Linked DNA regions of Ovis aries: region 2 is linked to region 1. A link is a contact called in public Hi-C data. All regions are on one chromosome and are shown on one strand. The core of a region is the stretch at or near the end of the contact, and the rest is flanking DNA. Distances in the headings are between cores, read along the strand shown. Region 1 overlaps VAV2 (vav guanine nucleotide exchange factor 2). Region 2 overlaps VAV2 (vav guanine nucleotide exchange factor 2).

What was found. Hi-C and Micro-C count contacts between places; a contact is called where the count stands out from the background.
Region 2: a Hi-C map of liver shows a contact between it and region 1, with 1.9 times the contacts expected there. The contact joins two enhancer-like sites. A contact is called at or near these places in 4 of 16 Hi-C or Micro-C datasets (hypothalamus, liver, mixed tissues and 1 more).

Annotation. Positions count from the first base shown.
Region 1 is chr3:2,189,037-2,196,105 of ARS-UI_Ramb_v3.0, forward strand. The region is part of intron 1 of VAV2 (vav guanine nucleotide exchange factor 2); the gene reads left to right. Among named protein-coding and RNA genes, the nearest start is that of VAV2, 5.6 kb to the left of the region's middle. Within about 2 kb of position 4,640, at least 5 of the 54 cell types and tissues checked have an H3K27ac peak or open chromatin away from gene starts, as enhancers often do. A contact at or near this core is called in liver, where this site is marked.
Region 2 is chr3:2,262,221-2,269,021 of ARS-UI_Ramb_v3.0, forward strand. The region is part of intron 2 of VAV2 (vav guanine nucleotide exchange factor 2); the gene reads left to right. Among named protein-coding and RNA genes, the nearest start is that of VAV2, 79 kb to the left of the region's middle. Within about 2 kb of position 3,116, at least 1 of the 54 cell types and tissues checked has an H3K27ac peak or open chromatin away from gene starts, as enhancers often do. A contact at or near this core is called in liver, where this site is marked.

The sequences.
Region 1 (7,069 bases), core at 3,390-5,889:
TGGCCCCTTGTGGCTGACGGCTGGACCCCCCTGCCTGTCGTCTCATGGAGGGTGGAGCTGGCCGTACCGGTTTTTGTATGTCTGTGGCTGGCACGGGGTTGGTTGTGGGTGCTCCGTAAACCTGGGCTAGCTGGGGAGCCCTGTCTGTGTCTTCCCAGTTAAAGAACATTCTGCGGACCGCGTCTGGCTGTGCAGGGTTTGGGAGAGGAACGTGGGGTCTGTCTGTGTGGCTGCTCTTTGCTGTGTGGGGCTCTTTCGTGCCCGAGACGGAGGAGGGAAGAGGACGCGGTCCTCCTGGTCCGTGGTGATTGCATCCCAAGAAAACCGCAGCTGCCCCTTCTTGCCCGTCCTGGGAGGCACAGGCCGCCCTTGTTCCTGTCTTACAATGTTTTTGGGTGCGTCGGGTCTTTGCTGCTGCGCGTGGACTTTCTCCGGCTGCAGCAAGCAGCTGTTTGTTGAGATGCGCGCGTGTGTGTGCCCCTCTCCTCACTGCAGTGGGTTCTCTTGTTTCGGGGCGTGGGGTCTAGGTGCACGGGATTAGTTGCTCCGTGGCAAGTGGGGCCTTCCCCGACCAGGGATCGAACCCGTGTGCCCTGCATTGGCGGGCGAGTTCTTAACCAGCGAGCCGCTGGGGAAGTCCCCACCCCTGCTTCATAAATCAGACAGCTACATCTCAGAGAGGGCGAGGGACTTGCCCCAGGTCACACAGGTAACTGGTGGTGAAACGGAAGCATGAGGTTGGGCCTCCCTTTCAGGCCTGTTTAAGTGAATTCTGATTTCAGAAACCTTTTCTCTGGCCTCTTCCTGGCTTTCTGACGGGTGCTCCGGGCCTGCTTCTCAGCTTGTTCCTGGTGTGTGTCTGTTTCCATGGGTGGGGCGGGGCGTGCCTGCCTGTTTCCTGTGGGGTCTGGCTACTTTGCTGGCCAGTGGGCGGGGCCCTTTTCCATCTCCCTGTGGCCCCTGCGCGCCTCTCCATGGCCCCAGCCAGCCCAGAGGCCTGCCCGAAGTCCCCTCCTTCCAGAATGCTGCTCTGGCCTCTCCTGTGACAGGTGACATTCTATTCTCAGGGCATTAGAGTGGACCTCCGCTGGGTTGTTGGCCCTGAAGACGCATCATAGCCGTGTGCACTTACTGAGTGTCTCCCGTGTGCAGAGCCAGGAACGAGGAAGGCTTCTCAGGCAGCCCCAAGTTGCTCCTTTGTCCTGCCCTTCTGGAGCTGGCAGGGTGTGCTTTAATTTTTTTTTTTTTTTAATCCAAAATGCCTGGCAGCCACCTTGGGTTTAATTAAACTAATTAGGCATGGCCACAATCTGCTGATCCGAATACGAGATTGTGTGTCCCGAGCAGCTTGGGTTATGGCGTCCTGAGGTTGCTGATGCCAGCAGCCAGCCCTTGCGTTTAGTCCGCAGTCTCGACCTTTGGGGACCAGCCGCCCAGCCTCCTGCTCGGAGACACAGGCTGGGGAGGCAGCCCGCAGGGCCAGCAGAGAGGGCTTCCCCTGACCCACACCTCCAGCCTTCCTCGTGCCAACCCCTCTGCCTCCTCCGCCCCCAAGCCTGCGCTGGGCCCGTGCTGGGAGACCGCCCCTGCTTTCGGCCTGCGTCTTCCTGTGGGGGCTGAGTCTAGCAGCCACCTCCTCTAGGAAGCCGGCTCTGATTTCACTCCCCCCTGTCCTGTAGCGCTGCGAGCCTGGCCCTTGGCCTCTCGTGTCCCGGTGTGAACCTCTGACCCTGCGCTCCCCATGGTTTGCTTCAGTGACAAGCATCCCTCAGGACACGCTCGCTGCTCACCCTTCCAAACCCTGGAGTTGGTTAGATTGCCCTCCCTCCCCAGGGCCGTGTGATGTGAGCCCTCCCAAGGGGTCTCTGGGCCTCTGACAGCCGTACCCCCGTTTGCTCCTGGGTCATTCTGAGCCTTCCTTTGAGAAACAAGTGCAGCCCAGCAGGTGCCTGGTGCCCGCTCTGAGAGGCTTCCGGCGAGCCGGACGCGCAGCAGGCCGTTGAGGCGCCCGAGGATGGAGAAGTGCCCTTTGAGTGTCCGGAGAGTCCCTGAGCGCAGGCAGGGAGACCCGGTTCCCAAGGTTTCGGGGTGCGGCCCCCGGGCTGGCGGGGAGCAGGGAGACGAGGGCCCATTTGCGGGGAAGCAAGGAAGCCTTTTCTGCTAAGTCAGATTTTGCTTTGACTTTGAACTTGTCTTGACACCCGTGAGAGGTTGTTGGCGCCCTGCACCGCCTCAGGTCTCCTACAGACAAGGTCCCCTCCGCAGCCCCCCGGACCCAGAAGACAGTGGCGAGGCTGCCACCACCGAATCCACCCAAATCTGGACGCGAGTCTCCACAGACGCCCATTTCAGCCAAGGGTCCACCTGGGGGCCGGGCCGGCCGCTCCGCCTCACCTTGATTTTCCCGACCTTGCCGCTTTTGAAGCTTCCCTTTTGTCGCGGAATGTCCCTGCCTTTGGGTTCAGCTGCTGGTTCTTCGTGTCGGATTCAGGCTTTGGACCTGGAGCGGGTGGAGCGGCTACGCGGTGCCTCCTGGATCCTGTCTTGCAGGGGGTGCGGGGTTCCTCGCCGGGGGCATCAGCTTGAAGTCCTTCGACGCCACGGTGTCCATCTCCCCGTGTAGATCGCGAATGTTCTCCGGGAGGTGCATTGAGCAGGTCCTCGCTCCCCGTCTCTGCCCTTCCCGTTTCCTTTCCTCCCTCTCTTTCTGCCGCTCCGGGCTGTGGTCTCCCCTTCCCTTCCGCGGATTCCCGGCAGTCACCATCACTCTTCTTTCTGATGCTCAGATGGGCTCAGGCTGGACCAGGGGCCGGGGCTTCAAGCTGCTTCTGTGAGTCTTTTTGACACGTCCCCACCGTTTTTTGAGCCCTGTCGCCTTCCTAGCACAAGATACCTGAGGTCACCTTGTGTTTTATTTTGCCCCAGCTCAGGAGCCAGCCGTTGGTGTAAGGGCCCCCGGGTCTGCGGTGTGGAGGTAGGTGTGAAGCTGGGATCTGGCTGCAGACACACCTCTGCTGTGGTGTCCCTGCCTCCGCTTAGCGCTCAGACCTGGGCAGTGTGTGCGCGTGTGCTCCAAGTAAACACAGACGTGTGTGCGTGTCTTGTGCACACAGGGCTACACGCATTCACCTTTCCGTTTGTTTTCTGTCTGTAGCGGTGCCGCCAAGTAGAAAAATGTGAGCCACATCCATCTCTTAAAAAAATTCCTGGTGGTCGTATGAAAAAGTAAAGAGAACTGCGTCGCATTAATTCTGAGACTGCACTGTGCGTGACCCACGCCCAAGGGGCCAGAGATCAGATCTGTGGGGATGCGGAAGGCATATTCTTTTCCTGCATCAAGCGCAGATGGACCGAGAGAAAAGAGCAGATACCCAGTGCATCTGTGGTATTAAAATTTCATGCGAGGAGGGCGATTAGGACAAACGCCTGGGAAGGCTCCTGAGGGGGGTGATGCCAAAGGCTTCCTGAGCACTGGCATTTCCAGGTGGCGGGGTCCGTGGGCACCCAGTGGGTGCCCCCGGGCTGGTGTGGGGGAGGGGAGCGCAGAGGCGGGGGGCGGGGCGCCCCGGGCGCTGACGTGCTGGCTGGAGGGCCCTTGCAGCCTGGGTGTGTGTGTCGGAGGGGAGGCCAGGGGCTGAGGCTTGGGTCTGGAGTCGGCAGGGAAGGCTGGCGGGTGTCCCCTGCCCTGGTCGTGGGTGGGCACGGGCTGGCGGCGGGGGAACGTGGTTTGTTCATGCTGTGGGTGCAGATGACAGCCCCCGGCTTTGGGGTGACCGCTGGCGGGCGGGGAGAGCACTGCTGAGTCCCGGGCGGGAGGCTGTGCTGAGGGGTGACCCGTGGTGTCCGTGTGTGGCCTGGGGCCTGGAAGCGGGGCGTGTGGGTGCTGGAATGAGGACTCAGCTGTGCCTGGGCCCAGGGCCTGACCAGGGCAGGCAGCCACACGGTGACCCCACTCTGGGGCCTCGTTGGAGCCATTTCTGGCCCTGAGGTTCCACACGGCCGCGGCTGGCCCCTCGCGGGCAGCCAGGTGTCCTCCGGCCCCGCCATCTGTGCCTGTGTCCAGGCCGTGCCTGCGGCCGAGGTTTCCCAGGATGAGGGCAGGGCTGACTGCCCCTTGGGTCCTGCTCCTGCCCTGGCGCCCAGCCGGCCACCGCCGCCTGTCTTCCCAGATCAGGAGTTGGCAGATGCTGTCTGTCGAGGGCCAAGTAGTAAATATTCCGGACCCGGTGGGCCAGATGGTCCCCTTGCCAACACTGGACTCTGCCCTCATTTGGCGAAGGCGGTCTGGATGATTTGTGAAGGAGTGGGGGGTCTGTGCGTGGTAGAAAGAGATGTGAATTTCGGATACTTTTCACGTGTCAGGAATTAACTATTTTTTTTTCTAACCATTTAAAAACGTGAAAACCTTTCTTAGCCTGGAGGCTGGGGAGAGCCAGGCTGCGGTTCGCCTGCTCAGAGCTCTTCCCAGAGCCTGCCCGTGTCCTGGTCCCCGGGGATCCTCCCCTCCCCGTTCCCATCACAGTTTGCAATTATGTCTCCATTTGTATCCAGAGCCCTTGGCACGGGCTGCTCAGGCAGGAACTGCTCCAGGGAACAAAGCTTCCTCCGGGCTCACCTGGTGCCCGGAAACCGTGCTGAGCGCGGTGGCGATGACCTCACCGCGTCCCCGGAGCGAGTGTGGCCCAGGCTTCTGCACCCTCAGCCCGCTGAGCTGCCTGCAGCGGCCGTGGAGGGGGCCCCCGCTCGGCCGCTCGGCTGCGGCGAGAACCCTGTGATGACGTGCCACTGGCTGGCCAGGCCTCGGTCTCCCTGCTTGGACCGGGGCTGACTGTGGTCGCCTCTCAGGCCGTCGGGAGGATTTGGAGAGAAAATGTGGGCCTGCCTCTCGCCAGGCCTGGTAAGCCTCGGAACACCGTGCCTCCACCCCACGCCCAGGTGGCCAGCTTGTTCCCGCAGGCTGGTCACTGGCCCTGGCTCGCTGGCGGCCTCCCGGGGCAGGGCCTCCACCATCCACCTGGCCTCCCTTCGCCTCTAACGGCTGTAAGGCCTCTTGGTGGTATGGCCCCCTGTGGGATGCCAAGGCCCCGGGTTTTCCACCCCCCTCCTGCCCCAGGTGGTGTGTGTGGGGGGCATGGAGGACCCTGGGCCCAAGTGGAGGACCCAGGCCGGTGGGCCTAACGGAAAGGATCTTACCCGTTCTCTCTGCCGCTTCCTTCTGAGCGGCTCTTGGCTGGCTGGCGCAGTACTTGCTGTCCTGTCCTTTGCGGCTGTGCTGGTCCTCAGCCGATATGGATGTTCAGGTTCCTGGGGACAGGGAGGCCATGGAGGGCTTCATGGAGGAGGTGGCGCCTAAACTGCCCTGGGAAACCAGATGCCTTCAGGTAACTCAAGGTTGGTGGTTACTGTAGGGGTGGGGCTCAGTGGGGGCAGAGGCAGGGATAGAGGGTTCCCACTCCGCACCCCTCACTGCCCCCGGCAGATGGCTGCTGCCTGGCCATGCTCTGTCCTGAGAAACTTTGCTCCCTGGCAGGCCGGCCATGGCACTTCCCCTGGGCCTCAGGAGACCCTGTGAGGCGCAGGGCTGGGCGGCTGTGCCCCGTGAATGGAGGGGTGACAGGCGGCCCTGGGACACCCAGCTGCATGATGGCAGAGGCCTCGGGCCAAGCCGCCCAGGTCTTTTGGCCTCTAGAGTGCCCTTCACTTTGCTCCTCTGTCTCTGCCAGCTAAACAGCCTTGGCATGGTCCCAGTGGGTGAGGAGGCAGGGGACGCGCAATGCCTGAACCCAGAGCCGGCCGGCTGCCCAGCTCCACCTTGACGCTCAGTGGGTGGTGCCCCTGCCCTGCCGCTCCACACCCTCACGCTGGGCGGCTGGCCCTTTGTGGCCTGGGGCTCTGCTCCTCCCTGGTGAAGCCCCTGAGCTTGACTCAGGACAGTTGGGGCGGGGGCACGGACCTCATGCGTGCCGGGTTGGGAGCTGGCTCTTGGCCTGGGTGGGATGGACCCTCCCACCGCCCCCCCCCAGCCAGGGAAGCTTCCAGTTCAGCCTGGATGACCCCCCTCTCCCCGCTCTGTCCGTGTTCTCAGCCCTCTGAGGCGCCACACTTTCCGGGGACTCTCCGGAGGTCAGCATCCCGTGGCCGCCCAGGCCGTTTCAGTTTCTGAATCCCAGACATAAACAAGAATAATAACCACGCGGCCCCAGATGGAGGTGGGGCGGCGCTCGGGGTGCCCGCTGGCCGGGACAGGAGCCCGTGGGGCGGCCCCCACGTGAAGCTCCCCACCTTCGGAAGCTTGCGTGTTGCTGGGAGTGCACGCTCTGTTTTGTGGGACCTGTCATCACTGCGGAGTTTATATAAGGATTAAAATATTTATCTTTAACACACTTTCCTCGTCCCCATGAACCGGTTTAAACTTTAGGCTGTAAACGCTTGTGAATTGGTTTGTTTGGTTTTGTGCGTTTGGTGACAAAGGCAGCTTGCGGATGTGGTATCCGGTGAGAGCGGGTCCAGGCGGGTGGGAGCACGGCCACCAGCTGCCTGGCCTCCCATCCTGCCGTGGGCTCGGTGGCTTCCAGGCCTTTCCAGGGATGGGCCCCCACCCGACCTAACCCCCGAGGCCTTGTCATCTCTGCCGGGTCGGGCACTTGTCTGCTGTCGTCTGCTGTCAGAGAGCTTTTGAGATGTCTCCACACTGCCTTCAGACCAGTTCATCCGCTCTGCTGGGGCTTCGAGGCTGCAGCCAGAGGCATGTGTGCTGGAACGTAGGGGGCGGCAGGACAGCGTGCGAGAGGGCGCGTCGCCTGACTGCAGTCCCCTCGCAGGTGGGCGGGTTTTGATTCCAGGTGTTTCTCTGCTCCGTGCGCCTCCCCGTCCCTCCCAGCCCTGCCTTTGCCCGTCTCCCTCTGAAACACACTGTCCATACTTCTCCAGGCTTCATCCACATCTGCCTGATGGACGTATTTGTCTCACACGCGTAGGACGCCATCAGGGGTAGGGTGCAGGCACGGTGCGGAGCTCGTGGGTGACCCCCGACCCCCGGCCCCCGGGTGAGGGGCCAGTGCAGCCCTCT
Region 2 (6,801 bases), core at 1,866-4,365, 72 kb after region 1:
GGGGCTGCGGGGGTGGTGTGTACACTCACTCAGGGGCTCTGGGGTGGTGTGTGCCCTCACTCAGCAACTGCGGGGGCGGTGTGTATGCTCACTCGGGCTGCGGGCGGTGTGTACGCTCACTCAGTGACTGTGGGGGCAGTGTGTACACTCACTCAGGGGCTGGGGGCGGTGTGTACACTCACTCAGGGGCTGCAGGGGCGGAGTGTACACTCACTCAGTGACTGGGGGCGGTGTGTACACTCAGGCTGAAGCGGCGGTGTGTACACTCACTCAGGGGCTGCGGGGCAGTGTGTACACTCACTCTGTGACTGGGGGCGGTGTGTACACTCAGGGGCTGCAGGGGTGGTGTGTACACTGACTCAGAGGCTCAGGGGCGGTGTGTACACTCACTCAGGGGCTCTGGGGCGGAGTGTGCCCTCACTCAGCAACTGCGGGGGCGGTGTGTATGCTCACTCGGGCTGCGGGCGGTGTGTACGCTCACTCAGTGACTGTGTGGGCGGTGTGTACACTCACTCAGGGGCTCGGGGGCAGTGTGTGCCCTCACTCAGCGGCTGTGTGGGTGGTGTGTATGCTCACTCAGTGGCTGCAGGGGTGGTGTGTGCCCTCACTTGCTGGCTGAGGGGTGGTGTGTACACTCACTCAGGGGCTGCAGGGGCGGTGTGTACACTCACTCAGGGGCTGCGGGGGCGGTGTGTACGCTCACTCAGGGGCTGCGGGGGCGGTGTGTACGCTCAGTGGCTTAGCTGTGTAGACCACAGCCAGCGTGTACCTTGCAGCCTCGCTGAAGTGTGAGCTCCGTGCCCTTGAGTACATCTACCTTGTGCAGCCTCCCCGCCTCCCGCCGAGGCAGAGCAGGCCGGCGCAGTAGTTACGGCGCTCGACGCAGCCTGAGCTCTGGGCTGTTGCCCCAGGGGGCAGGGCCAGCTTCAGGGTGATGCGTGGTTCACAGCTTTTGCTGAGGAGGGCTGCCCGAGGGGACGGGGGCCAGACCGGCTCACCTGTGCCCGCAGAAGGCAGGCCAGGGGGCCCAGGCGTCTCTGGGGGCATGGGGACAGGGAGCCCCATCAGATGTCGAGGTGTCTCCCCGGGGACCCCGATGGGCTCATTTCATCCCAGATGATACGCAGAGCGTGGAGCAGCTGGGACCCGAGTCCAGGTCTGACCTCACTCCCTGCAGGCTGGGACTCCCAGTACCTTCCTGTCCAAGCTGGGCGGGGCTGGGGGTTGGGGCAGGGGGGAGCCCCCTTCAGCACCCCGTGCAGTGGAGGGGCTGCTTTCTTTCAAGGACATTGGTTGTTGTTTGCTCTGGAAGGTCTCTCTCTCTCCTCGGGGGCAGGTGGCAGGAAGCTGACCCAGCACCCTGGACTTCTGTCCCATCTGCTTCTGGGGTTGTCCTGGGTGGGGAACTGGGGGTCCCCGGGTGGTGGCAGGGATGCTCTGTGGCCCCCGCACCCAGCGTGACCTCGAGAAGTCACCTCCCCTCCGGGCCTCCATCTCTCATCTTGAAAGGGCTCGACGTCCTCCGGAAGTGGAGCTGGGCTGGTGGGCGGCCGCGGTGGGGACCCTCTAGTCACTGTGGCCGGTGCTCCAGGCCCCGTGTCCCCCTCCTGCCATCTGTGGGCGCTGGGGGCCAGGAGGGTGCTCATCAGGAAGGCCGAGCGGGCTCTCCTAGCCCCTCCTGGGATGAATGTGGGGCTTGGTGGGGGAGTCCTCAGGGGCGGGGGGCTGCTGTCTGGCAACTGTTGTTTTTAGAGAGGTGGGTTGATAGGACCCCGGGAGTTCCACGGGCCCAGCTGGCCACAGCTCTGAAAGCCTGGCTACTTCCCTCCCTGGGAACCGTGGGCGGGTGGGCGGGTGGGCTTGGAGCAGCTGGGGCTGGCTTTGTTCCCCATTCCAGGGGCCTGTGTGCCTCGCGGGCCCCGCCCCCGCCGCCTCCCTGGGTGGTGTTATTTATGCTTCCAGGCAATTAGCTTCTGCAGGGAATCCCCAAGGGCTCTGTGCAGGGGAAGGGGTCTCTTCCCCTGAATGGGCCCAGCAGATGGCCCCCGGCCCGCCCCCGCCCAGAGGAGGCTCGTGATGGGTCCTGCTGTCCCCCGGTCTTGCCAGGCGGCTGCCTTGCATGCTGGCTCCCTCCTCTGAGTGGGCCTGAGCCCTGGCACCCTTTCTGGGGTTGACACTCCCACCGGTAGGTTACCCGCTGTCATGGGGGAGAGGGACCAGCCTTTGGGTCCTCAGTCCTGTCTGGGTCCCGCCAAGAGTGCCCCTCTGTGTGACCTGGGAAGAAAGTCCTACACTCCGGGTGGGGGCGGGCCGAGAGGGTGCCTGCCGGGCAGCGTGCGTCCCGGAGCCCCCCTCCGCGGTTTGGAGAACTTGTGCTCATCTGACTTGACCCCCGGCCCGAGCCGGGTGGCTGGGGATCCTGGTAGATTTCCGGGGAGTGTGGGTGCGAGAGCAGCCTTCTGTGCTTGCTGAATGAGCACAAAAGGTGGAAGCGCCAGCTTGCGGAGACCTGTCCTGCCGCAGGGGATTAGCTCTTGAGGGGTGAGATCTGCGCCTGTGGGCCCCAGGGAGGAGCAGCTCTGCTTGCCCCACGGCCTGTCTTCCGTCCTTGTCTCCTGGAGGGGAAGCGGTGTGCCCCCCCGTGGCCCTCGCAGACCCCGACCCACAGGGAGGAGAGCTTGCTCCCGGTGCCTGGCGTCCGGGACCACCCCCTGTCTGCTCAGGCCGAGCGGGTGTGAGCCGCACTCACGCCTCTCTCTCCCTGGGCTGCCGCAGGCAGGTGACGCAGCCTCTCTGAATCTGCTGTAGGCACGTGGCGTGGGGTTACCGCCGCTCCCTCCTCGGGAGGCTGGGGCGTGAGCTGGGTGGCCTGACCTATGCTGGTCCCCAGATTCCTGTTTTTGGCCAAGCTGTGCTGGGACCTGGGGCTGCCCGTGCGGACCTCGGCCTGGGAGGCGTGGAGGCCGCCTGCTGGCTGTGGTTGAGGGGTATGATATGTGATTCTGGGCCCCTAGGGGCCTGTGCGGACGGTTCTCTGTCTGCTGGGGCTCAGAGCACAAGGCCTGCACCTCTGTGTGCCCGGCTGACCTGCCCTCATGTACTTGGCTGACCTGCCCCCGTGTGTGTGGCTGACCTGCCCCTGTGTGCCCAGCTGACCTGGCTCCTCAGCGTTGGCTGAGTGGGAGCTGGCGTGTGCACGTGTTGTGGGTCAGGGACGCTGTGCCTCCCGGGGTCTGAGGGCCTGGCTTGGGAAGGGCAGCCCTGTGCATAGGGGAGGGGGCAACCGTGGCGCGAGTCACAGGCGAGGCCGCTGCAGGCTGGGGTCCTGGGCCCGCCAGGGCTTTGTACAAAGTGCCCCGGGGCCCGAGCCTCCCTGGCCTGGTGTGCTCTCTGTCTCGGGGGTCATCACTGTGCCTGCTGAGGTGCTGGGCGGCCCCGAGGGTCAGCGAGTCCTCAAGGATGCCAGGGGCCCAGCCTGGTGAGTGGCGGCCCGCAGGCAGGTGGGCGGTGGGCCCCGCGCTGCAGTGGGCGGCAGGGTCAGCCCAGCGGCCCTCAGGGCGAGCCCTGAGCAGACGCAAGTTCTGCCAAGTCCTCCCTGAAGGGAGCTGGGGTGCTCTCTGCATCGTTCCTAAGGGCCTCATTGCCGCTCTCAGCCTCCTGGAAACCCGTGACAGTGACTGCTGACGATGACGAGCCCTTAGCGGCTCCTCCTGCGGGCCACGGGCCCTCCCTGTGCCTGGCACACACATCCCGTTTCCACGCTGACCCAGGGAGATGAGCACGAGTTATTCACACCCACGAGCCTTCAGTTACTGGCTGGGGAAGCCAAGGCAGGGTGGGGTGGTGGGGCCTGGACGGGCCGGCTCCAGGCCACCTTGGGGGCCCGCCTTGCCCCAGTGCCCGCTGCAGATCAGGCTGGAGCTTCCTGGGGCTTGCTAGGTGCCTGCAACGCTCAGGTTCCTTAGCCCGGCCTGGAGCCCCCAGACCCGCGGTGACCCTGCCCCTTGGTTCCAGGCCCTGGGGACGCCTCCTTCACCCCGTGATGGTGAGGGAGGTGACGCCACCCCAAGGGGCATGGGATGGGCAAACCCTGGTCGCAGCCCCAGGGCAGAAGGACCTTGAGGTGGACCCTGAAGGCTGATGGGGGGGGTTTTTTCCCATTTCAAGGTGGCCCCTGAGGGTCCCCGAGGCCCATCAAGCAGCGTCAGACTCCCCTCCCATGTGAGGTGCCGGGTCCAGGGACCCTCAGACTGGAAGGAGTGTCAGACTGAGGGGTGGGAAGCCCCTGGAGATGCTGCTGCCTGTGCTCAGGTCTCGGAGTGCACACAGCCCCTGGGGTGGGAGGGTGGGGGGCTGCTCCCTGCTCCTCCTGCTGCTGGGGCCCCCAGGCGCCACCTTGGGCCAGGCCCGCCCACCTGAGGCCTCGGGGAGACAAGGCCCTTGGCCTTGGGGTGCAGGGTCCTAGGGAGGTGTGCCTGGGGGAGTTCTCCCGTTGGAGAAAGTTCGTCGGTTTTTTCGCTGTAAGTTTGGGCTGGGTGTCCAAGAGGGAGCTGCAGAGCGCGATGCCCTCCATGCTGGGGCCCCTCCGGCCTCTGGACTCAGGCCTTGTATATGCAGTGAGCTCCAGGCCCGGCTGCTGCTGGCGTCGTGATGGTTCGTGACCCGTCGTAGGGATCCCCCGCGAGGCTGGACGCGGGGCTGAGACCCGTGTGCTCAGCAGGAGTCCCTCTGCTGGCGTCCAGGCCGAGAGCTCCTGGACACGCAGCGCTCGGCTGGAGCCTCGCTCGCTGCCTGAGCCCGGGCAGGGGTGTGGACGGGCACTGGTTCTAGCCTGAGCCTTGGGCCCCCGGCGCTGGCCCAAGCACGCCCCCAGGCCAGCGAGCCGCGCGTGTCCCTTCCTCCTCCCCTCGCTGTCAGGGAGGAGTGACTATTTGGTCACAAGTGGGGGCCTTGGGGTGAGCCCCCAGGCCGGTTCCCGCTGAGCTTGCCCAGTGGGCCGGGTTCTGGGCTGGGCTGTGGGCGGAGGAGTGTGCGGTGCCCACCTGTGGGTGTGGATCCCGGGCCTGTCTGAGGGAGCCGCTCCCGGGGGCTGTGTGTCTGGCTGGGAGCGCGGGGGTCCAGGTTAGGGAGACCAGGGTGGCTCTCGATGGGAATGTGACCTGGAGCCCTGGGGGTGGCTCCCTGGGTCTCAAGCTGGACTGTGAGGGTCCTGCCTGGGCTGTTGCTGGCTGTGCCCAGAGGCTGCCCCGCCACCCTGCGAGGCCTTTGCGGTGTCCCCCGGGATGGGGGAGACTCCTTGGTCCTGGGGGGCAGGCAGGCCCAGAAGCTAAACAGACACATTGGAGCCCAGGAGAGTCGCCCAGGGCAAAACAGAAAGCAGCCCGTGGGTTTGGCACAGTCACTGAGCTCCCCTCTGCTGGTTTTGTGTGTGTGGCGGCGGGGAGGTGTGCCCTCTGTCCCGGCCTCCCTGGGGCTTTTGCTGGCTCTTAAGTCCTCCTCAGGCAACTGGCTCTGCTCTGGGCCGCGTCAGGCCTCCCCGCCCCAGCCCCAGAGGGGAGCAGCCTCCGTGCGAGCTCGTCTGAGATTTGCTGCCCGAGGTTTCTCCTGTTGTCCAGTGTGGTCCTTGCAGCGGTGGGTCCCCAGGGCAGCAGGGGGCTGTGGTCTGGGCTTTGAGCACCTGAGCTGGGTGGTCACCGACTGGCGCCTTGGGGGGAACTGGATGAAGAGTCCTGGCTCCCTCCAGCCCGGAGAGAAGTGGGAACCGCTTGGGGGCAGCGCAGAGCGCGAGCTTGCCTCCTGGTGGACCACCTTGGGGTGGTGGGCTGGTGCAAGGCCTTTGTCTCAGAGCTGCCCACACAGGCCGGGCCGGGGGACATTGGCTATCACCTGTCACCTGGGGCTGCGCCTCGGGAGGAGGTCTGCCCTGGGCTCATGCACAGTCGGTGGGCAGACGGACGGGGGTTGTCCACCCCTTGTGCTGCCTGACCACGTAAGGGCCTCCTCCTGAGCGCACAGTGGGCTCGCAGAAGCTCAGGCGGCTGCTCTGCCGCCCGCGGGCGAGTTGGTGTTTTCAGATCTGCTCTTGTCTGGGGATTAAAGAGCTATGAACAGCCTGGAGCACTGGGCCACGGCCACTCATCCGTGTGACAGGGACGCCTGAACACACAGACCTTGAAGTCGCCTGAGAAGGCAGGGTGGGCAGCAGGGGCCGCCTCCAGGGTGACTGGATCAGGGCCAGGCAGGTGGCCTTCGGGCCGCATGTGTCCCCCTTGGCCCCTGCTCTGGGAGGAGGTTCACTCTGGGGCAGCTGGAGCCACTGCTTCGGAAAAGATTCACAGGTTTTGAGTATGTGGCTCCTGTCTTCCCAGTGTGCAGAGAGGCCTCTGCAGGGACCTGAGTCAGCCCTGCCCCCTGCCACCCCGCCTGTGCGGCCAGAGCTGCTGGACCCGCCGTGGCTGGAGTGAAGTCTCTGGGGTTACAGGGACAAGGATGAGCCAGGGGCAGCCCTGAACCTTCCCCTCCTATGTAGCCTCCTTCGTGCCCTGCCTGGCTGGGCTGCAGTGGGGGAAGCTGCGTGCAGACCTGGGGCCAGGTGGCAGCGTGCCTGGGCGACCCCTGCCTGTCTGCGGGCGTCTCCTTCCTGTACGTTTCGGCTTCTCACCCTGCATCCCATCAGAAGGCCTTGAGCTGCGTGTCTTCGAATGAATAGATCTGATTAAATGTCTTTGAACTCTCTAGATTTAAAGGTAGCGGTTTTCTGAAACATAACTTCTCAAGGTATCCTGCGCTTGCAACAAAAGG